Regions from separate parts of the Podarcis muralis genome. Here region 1 is linked to region 2. The links are chromatin contacts, called in public Hi-C maps. All regions are on one chromosome and are shown on one strand. Each heading gives the region's core, a stretch centred on a gene start, on an enhancer-like site or on the middle of the called end of the contact. The rest is flanking DNA. Distances are from core to core; before and after follow the strand shown. Region 1 holds the start of LOC114582815 (angiogenin-2-like). Region 2 holds the start of LOC114583280 (vomeronasal type-2 receptor 26-like).

The links. A called contact is a pair of places that touch in the nucleus more often than the background predicts.
Region 1: a contact with region 2 is called in a Hi-C map of blood, with 15 times the contacts expected there. The contact joins the promoter of LOC114582815 here to the promoter of LOC114583280 in region 2. A contact is called at or near these places in 2 of 3 Hi-C or Micro-C datasets (blood and tail).

The regions. Positions count from the first base shown.
Region 1 is chr13:14,528,928-14,532,426 of rPodMur119.hap1.1, forward strand. It overlaps LOC114582815 (angiogenin-2-like), which reads left to right and starts at 1,589. Exons shown (of 1, transcript XM_028704113.2): 1 at 1,589-2,320. The coding sequence starts at 1,647. The coding sequence ends at 2,093.
Region 2 is chr13:14,197,684-14,201,520 of rPodMur119.hap1.1, forward strand. LOC114583280 (vomeronasal type-2 receptor 26-like) reads right to left here and starts at 2,032. Exons shown (of 5, transcript XM_077916976.1): 1 at 1,549-2,032; 2 at 233-1,081. The coding sequence starts at 1,905.

The DNA of each region.
Region 1 (3,499 bases), core at 339-2,838, 330 kb after region 2:
CCAAGGATTCCCTGCCTGAGCTGCTTCAGGTCGTGGCAGATGTTCTCCTGGAGACACCTAGTTTGGTTGTCCATGGGCATTTTAACATCCATGGTGACACGACCTTACAAGGGGTGCTTGGGACTTTGTGGAAAGCATGGCCTCCATGGGGCTTTCCCTATGGCCCAACTCATAGTTGCAGTACTTGGCTGCCCCCCATCCTCTCATGGGCCTGGATGGGAGTAATAATCTACACTAAGGAAATTCAAAGCACATTACATTCCACACAATGGAATCTTAGAAAAAGGGAAATGTCAGAGAACATTACGTGCCTGGGAAACATAAGCAGAATATAAAGCAAGCAGTTATTATTAGGGGAATATATATTTTTAAGAGGGGTGAACATACAACGTTAAACCACAAGATGTGGGAGCTGTTGTGTGCACAAATTGCAACATGCAAAAGTGACTCCAATTTAGCTCTTACTAAATCCTATTAGAAAAGGGGGGGGGGAGCTTAAGATGTATTTATGTAAAAGGCTATGCGAAAAGATTATAGCAGGCAAAATATAGCAACAATTGGAACAATTGTTTAAATCTACTGATGCTGCAACACCAACCCAGCTACTTAAAGCTCATGGTGTTCCCAGGTGTACAGCACTTTAACCTAAAGGTTAAGGAATAAATCTTATACCCCGCTGTCTTGTTGAGCTACTGGTTGCGCTTGACGAAGACTTTCAGAAGGATTTTAAGGGAGTTTATACAAAAGGGAGATTGATTGATTGATTGATTGATTGGTTGATTGGTTGATTTATACCCCACCTTTCCACCAAGGAGCTCAAGGCAGCATCCATCGTTCTCCTCCTTCAGTCAATCCTCTCATCAATCCCGTGAGGCAGGCTAGGGTAAGAGACTAAGACTGACCCAGGGTTTCCCAATGGGCTTCACGGCTGAGTGGGGATTTGAACCCTGGTCTCTCAGTGCTAGTCTGGAGTTCAGATTCAGACCAGTGAGTCCCTTGCTCACATCTCACTTCAGCCAGAAACTTAACTGAGCTTGTACAAATATCCTATCTTCTTTGCCTCCTTCTCCCTGAATGGTCCAAGCTTCTTCTTTTATATTGGTTTTTTTATTGGGTTTTACAAACAAGAATGATGTTATACAAATAAGTACACCAAGTTTTCTCATGTCATTTGTATATCACAAAAATAGCATAATAATTGTTGAAGAATATCTACAACATGTGTTTCATTATTAGTGGTGAATGCATAAATTCTTGGTTTATGAATTGGTTTAAACAATTAGGAAGAAGAAGAGGGGGAGGGGAAGACTGGGAGTGGCGAGTGGGTAGGGCGGGTGGTTATGCTTCATTATTCTACTTAGAGTGGTTTTAAAAAATATTTAAATTGTGTCTTAAACTTCTGCTATAAGATGCATAAGCTGCAATGTGACTGGTTTGTATCAATATTCACATGGTTATGTGATCATGACTAGATAACATCCACCACAACATTTGCAGATAAGAATTTGCAAGGATATACAGTACAGCATTCATTTGAACTCCAAGCTGTTTCACAAAGCACCCTCTGGGGGCAAGCAGAAAGAAAGCATTTACACACCCACTTTACTTTTTCCCCAGGTATCTCTTTCAGGCAACGGTCGCCCACGATGATGCCTTTCAAGGGATCTGGCCTTGTGCTCCTCACCTTTCTGGTGTCTGTTCTGGCACTAGGAGCCTATTGTGAAACCCCCTATGAGAAGTTCCTAAGGCAGCACTACGATAATCCCAAGAGCAGCGTTGGAAAGCAGTATTGTGACGTCATGATGAAAAGACGTGGGCTGGACAAACCAGCATGCAAGGAAGTGAACACCTTCATCCACGGCACCAAGAATAACATCAAATCTGTGTGCACTGCATCTGGAGGGAAGGATTATGGAAACGGGCTGAGGATCGCTCTCCGCCCCTTCACTGTCACCACCTGCAAGCACAAAGGCGGCTCAACTCGCCCACCTTGCAAGTACTCTGATAACAAGTCATCCAGATACATCGTCATTGCCTGTAATCAGAATAATGAGCCTGTGCACTTTGACGAAAGCATCATTGTCACAGTGTAAGATTTCCAACGCCCAGATCCCAAATATTCAGCTTTTTAACAATTATGCCATCCCTTGCAACTCCACTGAACCCCCCCCCCCCCCTTTGCTGCCATTCTGTCCAGCTCTGCTTTACTGCAATTAAAAAGCAAACAAAGAAAACACCCTTAAACTATAGTGGCAAAGAAACCTGCTTTGATTCTGTTAAACCAGCAATGTCTGTCACTATTAAACTGAGGAGAAAGTTGCATAGCATTTGATGTGTGTTTAATTTCATTTCTTTTTCTTTTTCTTATTGCATCCAAGGGAGGGAATGTGGAATGCAGTACTGCACTGTCTGAGATTTTCTTTCGTGTTTCTGCCCACATGGGTGGTAGGCTGCAACCAAATCAAATCAAATCTTTATTACGGTCATAGACCAGCTTAAGGAGGGAAGGGTACAATCATTTAAAGTCTAAAAATGTTTTGGTTTTGGTTTTTTTTTAAAAAAAAAAGCAGTTAAAACAAAAAGTATATATATATATATAAAAGTCTATCAGAATCCAAAAGAAACTAAGAGTCTAAAAGAGGAGTTAGGAACATTAGACAAGAATGAAAGAGCATAAAAGGTTAGTATATATAAGATTATAGCTGTCAGTCTACAGAGCACTCTAATACGAGTGCTCATTATATCTAGTTTGTGTCACAGGTCATCATCCGATGAATTTTGAGCGCTGCTGTGCAGAATCTGGAACGTATGTTGTAGCAGGATTGGTATCTGAAAGCAGCAGGGAGGTATAGAATTGTCCTGTGCACCCTGGGTACTTATGCAGTAATGGTAAGATGAGGGTAGTACAAATGTCTCTATAATAAAGACATTGGAGAAGCACATGCTCTGTTGTTTCTATTTGTCCAGAGTCACAGGCGCATTGTCTCTCCAGGTAAGCAATCTTCCTGTATCGGCCTTCAAGGACAGCTGAAGGGTGGGCATGACATCGAGCCAAGGTAAAGGCCCTCCAGCGCTTAGGGGTTTCAAGTTTAGCTAGATATACCATAGGGGAGGGGGACGATTCATTGGCGATAAAAGTTGAGGTCCTGGCTAGATCCAATTGGTGTCTGCAACACATTTTATGAGAGCACGCAGGCCACAACCATTTCCTGTCAGGAATTATGGTGTGGTGGCATACAGTTATTCCAAGTGAATCATTGTTGGGGGGGACTTAGTGTCTGCTGGGAGATGGATAGGAGGTTTTTTGATGCTCATGACTGAAGCAAAACCAGGTTTCAGCAAGAAAGGTATAGCAGTCAAATATTAGGGTGGGGAGCTGTCACCACTGCCTTTCTCCTTTTTTCCATTTCCCCATGCCCAAATGTCTAGATTTTCTCCTTCCATTTAACCCCTACCCATATGGTATTCACAATATAGAGCGCATATGGTTCAGCATTAA
Region 2 (3,837 bases), core at 782-3,281:
CCCCTCATCCTTGTGCAGCCCCAAGTAGGAGAATCCTGGATGGATTAATTTAAAGAGCTTTGAATGTGTAGCTTCCAAAGCATGTGGCCTTTAACTGAGATCAAGTCCCTCCCAATGATAGAGCTCACCACTGAAAATCCCCAAGGCCTCTCCTCCACGCCAAGGCTCAGCTGTTGAAACATATGAACCAGTAATAATAACTACAAACACAGATGAGAGTAGTTGACAATACCTGCCAGGGCTTAACTTTTTGCTGTCTCCCTTTCTCACCCAGTACTTTCCGTTTGGCTCTTGAGGAATACATGCTATGGAGAGCATGTGCTATTGCATGGACGGCATTGTAGATGGTGTAGCTCTGGCTGGATATTTCCATTTCAAACACGGGTCCAGTGAGTTTCTCCAGCTTCTTCCTCCCAGTGCAGTGTTCCTGAGTTGTGTGAATTAGATTGTGATCTGGGAATGAACAGAGGAATGCACTGGCCCAGAACTGCTGGATGAAATAAAGATTTGGCTGCCATGGATTTATGGTCTGTAGAAAGTTCTGAAACCCAGGAACTGGATTTGAATGGAGTGTAAATGACAAAGTGCCATTGAAGGATTTTGAAGGAAAATTGCCTCCAACCGGCACTGCAGTGAAATCCCATTGAGCTGTTGTAATCCACACCCTCTCCACTGGGTACATAGAGAAAACCTCAAGGGAGATTAAAACCAGTCTCAAACCCTCTAGTGACTGACTGTCTCCATAGACAAGAATCACATTCATTTCCCTCCTTGTGAGAACAAACATGATTGGTCTCAATTTTTGTTGAACTAGCTCATTAGGTAAAAATTTTGTCACTAGTGGGATCACCAATGTCCAAGAAATGCAGAGATTTTTCTGGGAAAGCCTTGGTCTGAGAGTACGAAGGAAGGTTTCTCCACTGTCATCATCTGAAACAAGGAGGCCAATCCAGTTCCACCCAAACTTCCTGAGTAGCCAAACAATGCCATCATACTGAGCTTCTTCATTGGGGACCATTTGGAAGAAGGAAGGGAAGCGCCTTTGGTCACTCAGCCCTGGATCCAAGGAGCCATAGCTGAGCTAAAGGGAAAAGATTTATATTTTTAAGAATTCAAAGACCATCTATTTGTTCAAAGAAAGAATACTTCTCTATTGTTGTGGTTAACCACCTGCTCTTACTTTTCTAAGTATACACCACTGACATTATTACATCTCAGGTTAGGAGAAGTTTCTAAGCCGGAGGCTGCATGCTCCCGTGATTATAAGCTTTGCAGCATGAACAGGTTTGGAAGAATCAGAGATTGAATGATTAGTATTATGGGTTTATCCCCCCCCCCCCGCTGAAATCCCAATTGTAATTGAGATGGCAGTGTAGGCAACACATCGCTAGGAGGCTTTAACACAGTGACAGTACCCAAGAATGTCTAATGTAGGACACAAGTGTAGAAAACATGATGTAACGGGACTGAAAGCTAACATGGATGCTCTTTTTGGGTATTCTGTGTATGTCTGCCCTTGTGGTTGTATCTATGTATCTACACACATACCTGTGGAATCTTGTAGGTGTTTAATATATTGGCCATCTCAATGGAGTTTTGGGAGGTGAGCCCTCCAACGACGGCAATTAATTTATCTTCCCCATTACAGTGGTAATTGGGGGGATTTCGTTGTCCCATGAAAAGAAGAGCAAGAGTGTTCCAACAAGTTTGCAAAGGATTAAAAGCATTCTCATAAAATGTTGATCCCAGTGTGATGTTGGATAAGAATTTGGCATTCTTGTTGATCTCTTGCATGGCAAAGACGAAGGCAAGAACATGCTGGTAGTTTTTCGGGATCACACTGCAATGAGACAAAGAATGACTGCAAACATGACAGAAGAGAAACAACTGTGTTGAAGTTTTCATTTTGATTCATGCATGTCTTTCACTTGGATGTTTCAGCCTACAGGACATTAACATTTTATTCAAACTAATGATACTACAGCAGTCTCCTAAGATATTATGATTAGATGTTCAGTATGTAAATGGTAGATTCAAGTAGATCCATTGTTGTGTTCATAATAATAATAATAATAATAATAATAATAATAATAATAATAATTTATTTATACCCTGCCCATCTGGCTGAGTCTCCCCAGCCACACTCTGGGCAGCTCCCAATCAAGTATTAAAAACAATACAGCGTTAAATATTAAAAACTTCCCTGAACAGGGCTGCCTTCAGATGTCTTTTAAAGATAGGATAGCTACTTATTTCCTTCACATCTGAAGGGAGGGTGTTCCACAGGGTGGGCGCCACCACCGAGAAGGCCCTCTGTCTGGTTCCCTGTAACCCTACTTCTCGCAATGAGGGAATCGCCAGAAGGCCCTTGGTGCTGGATCTCAGTGTCTGGGCTGAACAATGGGGGTGGAGACGCTCCTTCAGGTATACAGGACCGAGGCCGTTTAGGGCTTTAAAGGTCTGCACCAACACTTTGAATTGTGCTTGGAAACGTACTGAATGAATTGGTGAGGTTGAATATTGGAAACCCAGAAACAAAAAGCAGTTAACCTGCCAAGTTCAGTCAGGCTCTAATTCTTTCCCCACTTAACTAGGTTCAAAATCACCAACACAGTGGGATTTAATACTGAGTAAATCATTGCATGTTCCCAACACTCCCTTTGCCTCTTTCTTATATGCAATGTCCATGCCTCCCTCTTGTTCTGCTGCTCTGTCCACCATGAAGTATTCATGGGAATGTGTTCTCAATTCAACCTGGGAAACAACTCTTTAGTATACCAGTGTGCTTTAACACATGTCTTTTTAGCAGCCCTTGAATCTAAGCCTTATAGATATGCTTTCCTTTAAAAAAAAACCCTAAAAACAACTTGGGAAGCAAAACGTTCCTCTTCTTTTTTTATTCAATGGGATTCGCTTCCCTAATAATAATAATAATAATAATAATAATAATAATAATAATATCTTTATTGTCATTACCACCTCTCGGGGACAACGAAATTACTTGACTGCTCCATAAAAACCCTAATTAAAACAATACAGTATAGTACAGCAAGGAAGATTAGATGACTTTCAAAGTCCAGGCTTTCCATTCAGGGCCGAGATCGCTCTGGAGAAGAAGCTGTTCTTAAGACGGCTCCTTCTTGTCTTCATCGTCCTGTATCTCCGTCCCGATGGCAGAAGCTCGAAGAGACAGTGACCAGGATGCGATGGATCTTTTACTATGTCCAGTGCCTTCCCATGGCACCTTGTGGCATAAATCTGCTCTAAGGTGGAGAGTGGGCAGCCAACAATGCTCTCTGCTGCCTTAACAACTCTGCACAACCCCATCCTGTCCTGGGTAGTACAGCTTCCGTACCACACACATAAGCCATAAGTGAGCATGCTCTCAATGGCACAGTGATATAATCGTGCGTGGGATTATAGGGTGTGATCACACAACCTTCCATCGGAAATTGCTTATTCCCATGTAAACATGTGTTAAGGAAAGCTCTCCTTGATCCCAAATATTTGAGAGGAAGCATCCCATTGGGCTCTGTGGAACTGCCTTTCACACAAATCCGATTTAAGCTGCAGGATGGCTGCAGCCACTTACCTGGGAGTAAACACCACTAAGCTCAGTGGTGATTACTTCGAGTAGGTATGCCTAGATTTGCCCTGTCAGGCTTAAAGCTGATGCATGTTTGGGGTGTGGAGCAAAGCCCATGGAACTGAACAAGGCTTACTTGCAAGAAAATTTTGGCACAGGGATGGGTTGCAACATCTATGGGTTGCAACATCTATGGGTTGAAGTAGCTTGAAAACTTCAGCTGGGTTGTGGATGGGGCTCATATGGGCAAA